Linked DNA regions of Mus musculus: region 1 is linked to region 2. The links are chromatin contacts, called in public Hi-C maps. All regions are on one chromosome and are shown on one strand. Each heading gives the region's core, a stretch centred on a gene start, on an enhancer-like site or on the middle of the called end of the contact. The rest is flanking DNA. Distances are from core to core; before and after follow the strand shown.

Region 1 (6,267 bases), core at 1,919-4,418, 340 kb after region 2:
TAGTCGCTCAGTTTGCTGACCCTGGTCTTGAAATGATCCGGGTTATCCAAGTGCACGGTGTAAAACTGGACTACCTGGCCTCAGCCACACTGGTGCAGGCCCTGCTCAGTATTTGAGATGCTGGGCCTGTTCTCTCTTCTGATTATGTCTTTGGCATCTTCCTACCTAATTTCTGTTTATTTTGTTTCTCTCCTTTCTTTAATTAACAAAGGTTCTCCAATATCAACTCCAAGCCCATCACCATTACCTCGCACACCAACTTCCACTCCAGTTCATTTGAAGCAAGGCACTGCCAGTTCTGGTGTCAGCAACCCTCATGTTATTGTGGATAAGCCTGGGCAGGTCATTGGAGCCTCCACTCCAAGTACAGGTATGGATAAGCACTACTAGTATCACCTGAAGAGTTTGATCTTTTATTAATGATAAAATCCCGGCATGAACCCTCCATCTGTAGTAAGTGTATATAAATGGAAGCCCATACTGTTTCTCTGAGGAAGAGTCACTGTGGGTGAAAGTGCAGTGTTTAGGAATTAGAATCCCACAGCTCCATGGTCCCTATCAGGTTTCTGGGTTTGGTCTTGGTTTTTAGTATTCTTTTAAAACCTTGTATCCATTTCTTCATTTAACCCATGTTTTTGCACATGCTCCTAAGGTGTAATCTTCCCTTGTTAAGGGAAATAGGAACAGAGAAATAAAATGAATGATTTTAAAGAAATGAGGCTGTTTCCCACCCCACACATTGCTATATATAGTGGACTTCCACATAGGTGTTCTGTTTTGTTTTTAAGCTTAGGTTTTAGAGTGGTTTACATGTAGAGATCATTTGAAAAGTTCTGCTTCCAGCATATTTAGGTATGCTGAGCTGTCTTGTGGCTACATATTAGTTTTAGGAATCAGCCCACAACTCTGAAGAGGCAAGTTTGGTAGGTAAAATAAGTTATGGAATCTCTCTTTAGATCTAAACTTATTTACTATTGATGATTAAGTGAATTTTTTTAATCAGACTTTGTGTGGCTGTGGGATAACACAGGCAGCATTTGGAAACAGGTGCAGTAAAAGTTGGCATTCAGCAGAGTGTGTGTGTGTGTGTGTGTGTGTGTGTGTGTGTGTGTTTAGACTTTTATGGTTTTGAATCTTCAACCTTTAAAAATGAACAGTAAATAATTGGAAACAAAGAATGGGGGAAATGATTTTTAAATTATATCTTGTAAACTTTATTTTGTTGATACATAATTTTTATATCTGTCTTGCTTATCAGGAAGTCCTACAAGCAAGCTCCCAGTGGCCTCTCAGGCTTCCCAAGGAACAGGGTCCCCTATTCCTAAGATTCATGGAAGTAGTTTTTTGACATCTACTGTGAAGGTAAACTGTCCCTGCTTTACTATATTGCGCAAGCTCAGCGGGGGTGCTACCCAAAGACAGCATTTGATCCTGAAGATTATTTCTTCTTCACTTTCTTCCTGATATAGGAGACAGTGCTCAGCACATCTCTCAAGTGCTTACCCAGTACTAGTTGAAAGCTCAGTACGGGAAGAGGCAGCCTTACTTACTTCATTAAAAATACTCCTTGAGAGGCTGGAGAAATGGCTCAGCTGTTCAGAGTGCCTGCTGCTCTTAAAGGTCCCGGAAGCTACATAGCAGCTCACGGCTACCTGTAACTCCAGCTTCAAAGGATCTAATGCCACTTCTAGCCTTTTTAGGCACTGCACACACATGTGCAGACTCACACAGACACATATACATTCTCTATAAAAATGTTTGCCTGGCAGCATGGTTTCTGATGGTACAAGGAGCAAACCTTGTCCCCTTTGCACACATCAGCCTTAGTTAATTAATTTAAAAGTAATTCTTGGGCTGGTGAGATGGCTCAGTGGGTAAGAGCACCTGACTGCTCTTTCGAAGGTCCAGAGTTCAAATCCCAGCAACCACATGGTGGCTCACAACCATCCGTAAGGAGATCTGACTCCCTCTTCTGGAGTGTCTGAAGACAGCTACAATGTACTTACATATAATAAATAAATAAATCTTTAAAAAAAAAAAAAAAAAAAAAAGTAATTCTTAACCTCTTCAAATAGAGAGTAGTTCAGAATATCACCTATCCATACAGCATCCGACTTCTTCACATACTCAAGACAGTCTGCTCAGTATTTGGCCAAAGCACTTCCCTGTTTGGCTCCTGTTTTCTCAAGATGGTTATCTTACTTGAAAGCCTTTCAGATGCAGACTGCTGTCTGAGTGGCCCTGAGATGCAAATCTGCTTTAGTGAGTACCCACCCCAGCAGTTAACATTCCTCTAACTTAGTTGACAGGGATCACAGATGGTTTTCTGATCAGAATGAGGTTTTCTTGGAGTAACTCCCTTGAAAGTCTTACCTCTACCATTTATTTTTTAGTATTTGTTGATGACATTTCATTTCGTAGGCAAGTAGTAGTCTTAACTTTAATTATTTTCCTTAAAGTTCAATTTTGGCACATTATCTCTGAGATCTGCTTTTGTCTTTTGAGGTGGAGACAAAGGTCAGTGGTTTTTATCTCACTCTGCTGTTGCTTTCCATTTTCTATTCCCACTTCCTTCCTTTGATGGTTTGCTTGTTTTGTGGTAAGCTTTCACTGTAGTCTAGGCTGGAGCTTGGGACCGTCCTGTCTCCCCCTCCTGAGATACAGGGTTACCTTGGCCTAGAGCATTGTTTTCTTATCCTTTTTATTCCTTTGGAAAATTTATTTTCCAAATGTGAAACTCATTTTACATTTATCTGTATTCCAGATACTGAGTGAATTTTTCAAGACAAGTTGAGAGTATAAAAGAAAAAAAACACACACTCTAAAACATCACCATTATTTGTTAGAATAACTTACTTAGTGCCTGTGCTTTAGGAATATAAAGCCAAATACAACCCCTGTCCTCTACCATCTGGCAAAAGATCAGACATACATAAAGAATCAAATATTAGGAATGGACATAAAGATCAGTTGGTGTTGTGTGAAAAGACTTCCTAGGGAGATGCAGTGCTCATATCTATTCACTCCAGATAGGGAACCAACAACAGATCAAAGTCCACTGTGGTAAACCAATGAGTTTTTTATTGAGGTTACTTACATGAGTATGGGTGAGGGGTTACTTACAGGGGCAGAAATGACTCAAAAACAGCTGCTTCACCAAGGCCCAGCCCAGGAAGGGTGCTGACTCACAGAAGCAAGGAAACCTGGAGTAGGTTAGAGTATCCTTTCCTAGTGACTATGTTAGTCAGGCAGCCTTGCTGGTTTTTCTCCTCCTTGCTGGTCTGATCTCAGGGCCTTTCCTGCAGCTTGCCTTGTCTTTCTTGCTTACTCTGAGAGGGGGGCCCTCGTGAATCTGCTCAGCTATTTTGAGACGTTTACCTTTGCCTTAAGGAACTTCCCTGGGAGATAGAGCATGTCAGTCTCCAAGAAACTGCTACACAACACTGGTAGAGTGCTTCTCCTACATGCACAGAGCTTTGGGTTCCGTCCCCAATGCCACATAAAAACAAGTGTGAGGTTGTAAGCATGTAATCCCAGCACTCGAGAAGTAGAGGCAGGAGCATCAGAAGTTCAAGGTTTTCTTTAGCTAGATAGTGAAACCAACCTGGTCTACCTGACACCCTGTCTTATAGGACTGTAACATCCATCAGGACACAGGTGAGTAGCCTTTTGCTGAGCTGATTTCCTGATTTTTCAGGCAGGGTTTCAGTGTTTAGTCCAGGCTAGACTTGAACTAACAGTCCTCCTTTGTCAGCCTCCTGTGCAGTGAGTTACTACTGGTGCTCAGATGGAATTGCATACCTCATTTTTTATTTGCTTTTAAAAAGGAAATTACAGTAAATGTATAGAAGCTTAGAAGATCTCTAGCATTGTGGGTTTTTGTTTTGTCGTGTGTGTGTGTGTGTTGCTGGCTGTGGTAGGTTTGTATTAAGTAGATAATATTACTGTATTAAGTGTACTAAGTGGCTAGAGTATCTGAAAGCATCCGTTTGGGCCTGTTATATAATATATAGTAATGTTTTTACATACAGCAGGAGGAGTCTTTATTCGCATCTATGCCACCTCTTTGCCCAATTGGTAGTCACCCTAAAGTGCAGAGCCCCAAAGCTGTGACTGGAGGACTTGGGGCTTTCACAAAGGTGAGTGTGTGTCATAGCCTTACCTGTGGCCTTCCCACTCTTTAATAGGCCTTAGCTCTGAGATGTGCTCCCACTTATTTAATGCTGTCCATGTCCTAGGACTCCAGGGACACGGGAGTTCAGAGGTCACGGCCTATTTTGTCTCTCTTTGCTGCCTTCCTACCCCGTCTCTATGACAAGTGACAGAGCAGGGATCAAGTGAGATACAATTTGCCTAAGGACTCGTATCTCTTAAAGCATTATTTTACCTTTTTCATGGAGCCGTTCTGTGTATCCAAACTTGATTAACACTGCAGAGACTAGATTCACAGTTTCATAGTAGGTCCTTCCTCCTCCTCCCCATGGGATACTTATTCAGTGTCATTGTGTGTTGCAAGGTGATCATCAAACAGGAACCTGGAGAAGCTCCTCATGTGTCCACAACAGGAGCTGCGAGCCAGTCAGCATTCCCTCAGTATGTGACCGTGAAAGGGGGTCACATGATAGCTGTGTCCCCTCAAAAGCAGGTCATAAGTGCTGGAGAAGGGACCACTCAGTCACCAAAGATTGCACCCTCCAAGGTTTGTATGGGTTTGGGGTGGGAGAGTCATGTTCAAGAGATAAAGGTTATTTGTCTACATAGTTGGCAGGTGCCAAAATGACTTAGGTTGCTTAAGTTGTTGATCCCATATTAACCTATGTATGTTAACCAGATTGGAGAAGACCTAGTCAGTTGATATTACACACATGTGCTCCTTACTGTCTATCCCTGACAAGAGTAAGGGGCGTTTAAATAGAAGACCCAGGAACAGTCTCAGGAGCATAGGGACAAAGTATCCTCTCTCTAGCAGTAAAAGTAACAGGCTTCATGGGCTTTCTAATGATTCACATCTAAGTGGGAGCACTGTTTTGACCTGTAAGAGAGTGCTGCTCTGAACACCTCCAATGTCCAGGCTCTGTGATTTGTTTGTTTTGAGAGAGGAAGACCTCAGATTCAAAACAACCTCCTACCTCACTATCCCAAGTGCTGCGGTTCCAGTGTGTGCCATTTGATTCTTTCATTTATTCTCTTTATAAATTAGAAATAGTAGAGAATAAATATAGAGAGTACGGTGAAGCAGCGTATAATTTATTTTCTACATCAGTTACATATAGAATCTATCAGGTGCTCATATACCACGCTCTTTGTTCTTCATATGTGTGTGTGAGATATATATATTATTCTTGAACTATACCTAAAAGGCAAGTATCTCCCTCCACCCCTTATAAATGTGGCAACACTGGGTTTGAGGGGCTAGGGACCTTGCTGGAGAATACATGAGCATATAGCATACTAGCATATAGCGTATAGGTAGTAAATGGCAGAAGGCTTGAAATTTATGTCTTTCAGCTCCAGATGAACCGTTCCAGAGCTGGTGAGATTTATTTGCTGTTGTCTCTAATCTAAGCATGCTTTGGAACATGCAGTTACATTATCTCAGTGTTTTAGTAGGTATATTCTAAAGCTATTGAGAATGTTTTATGGGTGTTTATATTTCAGCTTCAAAGCCCGGCCTGTCTAGAAGTGAATTGTTTTGAGAAGAATATTTTAAAATGGAAGGCAGTATTACATAGTTTATGTTAGTTTAGACAAATAGATTTCTTTGGGGATAGAGGTTAAAATTCAGGGTTACATATTGCTTTTAAGTCTGTAAGGTTTCCAAACTGAACTAATCAGACAATTTATCTTCTGAATTTAACATAGCAATTCCTAATCTGTCGCACACTTTCTGTGCCAGTATTTTCTCAAGGGCCTGGGAATCTGCTTTTTCCTAAGCTCCCCACTGATTCAGATGCCCTGTCCAGTCAGACTCTCCCACAGCCCTGCTCCGAGTCAGTCACTCTCCCACAGCCCTGCTCCGAGTCAGTCAGACTCTCCCGCGGCCTTGCTCTGGCCTCCAGGTGAGTCTGTTGCTGTTTGAAGACACTGCTCTGCCATTGTCCACAGCAGAGTGAACCCAAGGCTTCACGTGTAAGAGTAGAGTCTGAGTATTCTGCAGCTCAGCTGAGCTTTCTTTTACCTTTCCTTGTAACCTAGACTGGCTAGCAGTCTTCTGCCCCAGCAGAGTTAGAGCTGCTATGATGGTGGTCCTGCGTCGTCAGCCACATC
Region 2 (6,169 bases), core at 99-2,598:
TCCCTCTTAGCACCACTTTCATTGTGTCCCATAAGTTTGTATATGCTGTGTAATAAATTTCATTGAATTCTAGAAAATCTTTAATTTCTTTTCGTTATTTCTGACTAGATCTTAGTACTCCATATTCTTCTTGACAGTTTTATACCTATAGTAAGTTTCAGAGAAATATAAATTAAGAGAATTTATATCTAAAGAAAGGCTAAATTTAAGTATGCCATACATAATGCTAATTAGACTGTTTCTCCCTTCTCAGCAATCATTAATTGCCTGCAGGTATTCATCTAGAGGAGGGACTTGTGAGGCTACATTGTTCAGGTCTTATTTAGGGAACCATATTGTTGCTATTTCATGGTACAGATTCTTTGTCATATATAGAGAACAAAATCTTGCAGCATGTCTTCTAGTCCTCTGTCTCTTACGATCCTCCACCTCCCTCTTCCACAATGTCCCTTTAACATTAGGTGTAAAGAGTAGAGTATCATGACAGTTGTTCTCTGCACTTTGATCAGTTGTGGAATTGTATAATCGTCTTTATCTGCTGAGGAAAAAAAAAAACTTCTCAGATAAGGAATGCTCTCACACCTACACCTATCTATGGGTATAAGGATTTAGACTGTACTAAAAAATTATAATGTTGGTGAAAGTGGAAGTTGTAAGTTTTCCCCTAAGCTTCATGGCCTGGTTAGCCATGGGGAGTGGGTTAGGTTTATAGTACCAACCAGGCATGAAGTCCCTCATATTGAGCAGGCCTTACATCCAATTATATAGCTGTTGGTTACCCCCAAGATATAAGTGGCACTGTTGAACCTTTGAAGATATTTTGCCATGCACGTCATTATTTCAGCTCACAGGTGCCACAGTCTGGGTAGGACTATTGACAGGTTTTCTCCCTTGGTAGTTTTGCATAGCATCTTCCAATACTATATGAGCTAATCTTGAGACAGAAAGCTTCCAGGTCAGATCCAGTTTAATTCTTCCAAATCCCGGGTCAGAACTGAGTAGTGTCTTCATTAAGAGGTACTTCCTTCAAATTCTAGGAAGCAACCAAGGACGACAGCAATAACCTGTACTGTTTGGGGGATTTCCTGGATTCTTATCAGTAACAATTCTCAGACCTAGTATTTTTGTTAAATAATCTATACCTCCTGGAGAGAGGATTATAGCCACAAGTAATATAACTTCATTTTCAAAAAATCCTATACATACATTATATATGTATGTTTACATACACACTCTATATAATTCTAGATAAATAGAAAACATATGGATCCCTTATGAGTTTTTCCCACTTCCTGAGTGTGATTTATCCCTCCCTCTTTCTTTGTCTTGGTTTCCCCCACACCGAACTCACTTTAGTCTTTCCTTTTTGCAGTCAACTGAAGTAAACCTAAACAGAGCAAGGTAGGTGAATTTACTGTTTATGGACCATTACACAAGACACTTAGTGCCACCTTGTGATAAAACTGTAGTAATACAAGAGAGGAAAAGAGATTGTCCCTAAGTTCCATTCAAAGAAAATATTGAATCTCTTTAGCACTAAGTAAAATAGCATCATAATAAAAATAAAACTGCTCCCCCTTTTGTGGCCCTTCCCCTTGCACTAAATGAAAGAGATCCAGCTTACTACAAAAAAACAGGAACAAGTGAAGTCAAAATTAGCAAATGAGAGAGAACTGATGGCAAAGAGGAAGACCACCCTTGGAATCACAACAACAGCCTGAACACAAAACAAATACAGGCCCAGTCTCCAGGACACAAGTCATTAAGCTCTAACCTTTGCCCAGCTCTAGCCCACTTCCTTCCTCTGTTTTCTTCTCTGCTTCTATCGCGGTCCTCATTTCCTGTCCAATTTCTGTTCCCAGGACACAAGTACCTCGTAATCCTGGTGGGTAGACTCTGATGTGTGCCATAAATGAACCCTGAAAGAGTGTGGGCACCAGCTGGCATGAAAGAACTGGTCTCAGGGAGGAGGACTTGGAATTCTGGGACATCCACAGGAAAATGTGAGGAACAGCTACCACTACTTGCCTCCTAATGTCTATGTTTCCTCTCTCCTTCCCAAATAACTGCTTTTAGCTGGGAAATGGTAAAACTCGTTCCATTTCTCCCTCTGGGATCCCAGGACCCAAGATACTAAATAACACATACTACATCTTTTCACACTTTTTGATATATTAAAGTCTAAAAACAAATTGATACGAACAAAAATAATCCAGCTCTAGCTGATAAACTCAGTTTTACTAATAAACAAAAGGAAGTTTTCTAGGACTACTATTACTTCATTGATTCTATTTAAGTACATGTTATGAGAGTATATGGTCTTTATTATTTTACTATAATTATGTTTCTTTGTTTCTCTCTTTTTGCGTTATTCTGGGAAATCCATAAACCTAAAAGTATGTTGTCTCTATTTTAATTGTTTTCCAAAGGATTAGAGCTATTATGGGTGACGGAGATTCAAAAAAGAAGAAGAAGAAGAAGAAGAAGAAGAAGAAGAAGAAGAAGAAGAAGAAGAAGAAGAAGAAGAAGAAGAAGAAGAAGAAGAAGAAGAAAGAAAGAAAGAAAGAAAGAAAGAAAGAAAGAAAGAAAGAAAGAAAGAAAGAAAGAAAGATAGAAAGAAATGTTTCAGAAAAGAAATATCCATAAAAAGAAATAGAAAGGAAGGAAGGAAGGGTGGAAAGACGGCCCAGTGGTTAAGAGCATTGCTGTCTTACAGAGGACTTGAGTTCAATTCCTAGCACCTAAATCAGGTGGCTCACAACCACCTGTAACTCCAGCTCTATAAGGAGCAAGCACCTCCGGCCCTCGCAGGCACCTGCATTGATGTGCACTCACCTACAGACAGCCATAAACATGCAAAGTAGAAAAAGATTATTCATCATAATTAAGCAAAAGATTTTTACGGGAACTGTTGATAAATGACAAATTTATTCCCTGCCCTCTTTCCTTAACCACTTTCCATGTAGCAGTCGGGAACCTAAATGCTTGTCTCCATAGATTCTCTTGATGGTTGCTCCTAGCAAATGTTGTAAGACTTATAAGTAGGACATAAGCAGAGCTAATAAGATGTTTTTAGAAATATTTCTGCTTTTAGGGAAAAAAGTTAAACCAATATGCATCTTTTCCTTCTACCTGCTTTAGATCATAGATCAAAACTTAACAAGTAAAGAAACAAGATATTCAAAAGTCATGCTAACATTATTGAGCCCTGGTCCAGTACTAAGAATGTCTTATTATGAGGTTTTAAAAAACAAGTTGTATTGAGTACATTCTCTCATATTCTGATGCCATGTTCAATATTATCCACAATACAATGACAAACTGGATTTCATAGCAACCTATTAGAGGAATATCTCTGAGTCTAAAGTCTAGAACAGTTTCATGCACCGTGTGCTCATCTTTCCCAGGCAAACCTTGAACTTATGAAAATCTTTACCAGTTACTTTTCTCTTGATATAATAAAATATGCCATGCCTAAGGCAGCTTAAGGAAGAAAGAATTGCCTCCGAGATCCAGTAAGATCAGAATCTATACTAGCAGGTAGTGGGAGGAGCTGGAGGCTGATAGAACACATCTGCCGCCACAAGTAACAAAGCAAAGAGAGCAAATGAAATAAAATAAGAGTGGGGACTCTCAAAGCTTACCCCAAGTAGCTCACACCCTTCATCAAGGCTGAATCACCCCCAAACAGCTACACCAATGGGAATCAAGCATTCAAATACCCTAGCCTTTGGGGAACACATCTCATTTAAACAACCACATAGCCCTAGCTCACTAACAGCATGCAGATTCAACGCTAAGCAGGGATTAGACTAGTTTAGATATGAAGTATCTCCTCCTTTTGATTTTGGAAAACACACAGTTTGCCTGTCAAGGAAATTTCACTCAATTTCATCTCAGTAGGATGAGAAGTTTGATGAGAGGTAATGTTAAGGGGGAATTCGGGAAAACATTTTTCCATGAGAGAGCGGGAGCTGGAGAACAATTCAGAAGGAAAGAGAAATGAAAAACAATGAGAGTTAGAAATATTGTTTAGAAAAAGGAAAGAAATGCGACTTTGACTGCACTTTCTGTTATAGAGTAAAATTAATACTAACTATATTCTGCTTGTGGTGTAACTATTAATAAGATGACTTTGAAGCTTCTGTAGACCAAAGGAATTCATCAGCTGTGTTACAAGGAAGTAGGAATCTTTGCCATCTAAGAATTGATATTCAGAATATATCATCCCTTAGATTTTAGGAAAATTAAAATTAAAATAACTTTGGAATTTTGTCTGATGCCAGTCAGGATAGTCAAAATCAAGAAAACAATTGACAAAAAAGCTAGTTGGGATATAGAGAAAGGGAGACCCTTATACAACGCCACTGAAAATCGGTGTGGAGAATTCTCAAAAAGGTGAAAATAGATCTACCATATGACCCATATATACTTCCCCTTGGCATATGCCTAAAGGACTCAAAGGCCTGCTCCACAGATACTTGAATGGCAGTGAGCATCGCTAGTATATTAACAATAGCTAGGGACTGGAAGTAACATAAATGTCTTTCAGCTGATGAAAGGATAGTGAAAATGCGATCCATATACACCACAGAATACTCATCACCATAAAGAAAAATAAAATTTGCAAGTAAATAGATGAAACCAGGACATATTATACTGAGATAACATACACACAGAAAGACAAACAGCACATGTACTCTCTCAGACGCAGTTCACAGCTCCAAATCTTCAGATGTGTGCATATAACCTGCAGTAACCACAGAAACCAGGAAAATAACAAGGACCATGGAGGAGAGGGGAAGCTCTAGAGGGGGGATAGTAGGATATGGGTGATATGAAGGGGGAATTTGGGAACACATTTTTTTCATGGGGGGGGGGAGCTGGAGAAGAATACAGAGGAAAGAGAAATGAGAAACAGTAAGGATGTTTGAAAACATAAGGAATCATAATGTTATATTTACCTAAAATAACACAATACATTTCTCTCCCTCTTCCCCTCCCCTCCCTCTCCCCATCCCTCTGTCTTTCTGTGCATGTATGTGTGTATTTGTGTGTGTGTGTGTGTGTCTCTGTTTGTATGTTTGTGTGTGTGTTTGTGTCTGTGTGTCTGTGTTTGTGTGTGATGATGATGACTCATACCACTTGGGATGATAATACTCCTCATAAGAGGTCAATAACAGGCATGAGAACACTTCCTTTGAGTCATTGGTCAGGGAAGTCTAAGAGACACCTCCAAACAACTGCTAATATAGGTAATAATTTAGTCTTCCCCAAGCATGAGCCACCTCTGATTCTTTGCTTCTTCTCTTGCTTTGTATCTGGCCTGTAGTTGTAGGCAAGCTTAAGGAGCTGAGTAGCTGTTTGCCTGTCTAGGGCCTGGGAGAACTGGTTAATGACAGGAGGAACTTTGGGGGGCTTATAGAGGGTGGCTCTTTGCCGCTGCAGCCTGATGTGGTAGGGCCATTTGAGGAAGTGTGTTAGATCTCTTTTGGGCTGGATGTCCTGCCCAATGTTGAAGTTTTTGGGCCTTTTCTCAAACAAAGGATTGACCACCTTTTTGGCCTCCTGTTTCTTGACGACGGTGGGGGCCTTCCTTCCTTTGGGCATCTTGCTCAGCTGGTGGAGAGAGAAAGAAGAGGGAACTGTGGGTGATCCAATTTTAACTATTTTTTTTTTAAAGATTGCTTTGTTGTTGTTGTTTTTCTAAACAGATACAAAAGCTGAAGAGAGTAAACTACCATCTTATTCTTTTTGGGATCTGAACTAAGGACCACTATGTCACTATTACATGCTTGGTTTGGTCTAAATGTTGACATGTAATAATTAGAGTCAAGTAAGTAATAACAAGTCTCAAGATAAAACATAAGCTCAAAACTTTTCACCTCTTATCAGAATCAGCCTCTCTTAAATCCCTAACACTTGGTAGAAATTTCCTTGAGAGAGCTGAAAATAAAGGAGAAATTTCTCACAGAAACCTTAGCAAATATCAAAAGACCTTGATTTAAGACTTCAGGAGCCAGGCAGATCTCCTTGAGTTCTACACCAGCCTCGACTACACAGTAAGTTCCATGAGAGCCAGAACTATGTAGTAAGACCCTGTTGCAAATTAAAAAACAAAAAAAAACAAAAAACACTCTTCTGGTGGGATTCTGGAAGACCATTCAGG

The links. A called contact is a pair of places that touch in the nucleus more often than the background predicts.
Region 1: a contact with region 2 is called in a Hi-C map of the HPC-7 cell line, with 2.2 times the contacts expected there. The contact joins two enhancer-like sites. A contact is called at or near these places in 1 of 15 datasets of contacts at CTCF or cohesin (large pre-B cells), 2 of 484 Hi-C or Micro-C datasets (the Ba/F3 cell line and the HPC-7 cell line), 2 of 115 datasets of contacts at active chromatin or transcription factors (bone marrow-derived dendritic cells and embryonic stem cells) and 1 of 9 other capture datasets (pancreatic islet).

The regions. Positions count from the first base shown.
Region 1 is chr16:20,189,128-20,195,394 of GRCm38.p6, forward strand. It overlaps Yeats2 (YEATS domain containing 2), which reads left to right. Exons shown (of 31, transcript NM_001145930.1): 12 at 212-370; 13 at 1,259-1,362; 14 at 4,032-4,139; 15 at 4,517-4,699. Among named protein-coding and RNA genes, the nearest start is that of Gm41431, 44 kb to the right of the region's middle. Within about 2 kb of position 3,169, at least 52 of the 459 cell types and tissues checked have an H3K27ac peak or open chromatin away from gene starts, as enhancers often do. A contact at or near this core is called in the Ba/F3 cell line and the HPC-7 cell line, where this site is marked.
Region 2 is chr16:19,847,158-19,853,326 of GRCm38.p6, forward strand. No RefSeq gene overlaps it. Among named protein-coding and RNA genes, the nearest start is that of A930003A15Rik, 34 kb to the right of the region's middle. Within about 2 kb of position 1,349, at least 5 of the 459 cell types and tissues checked have an H3K27ac peak or open chromatin away from gene starts, as enhancers often do. A contact at or near this core is called in the Ba/F3 cell line and the HPC-7 cell line, where this site is marked.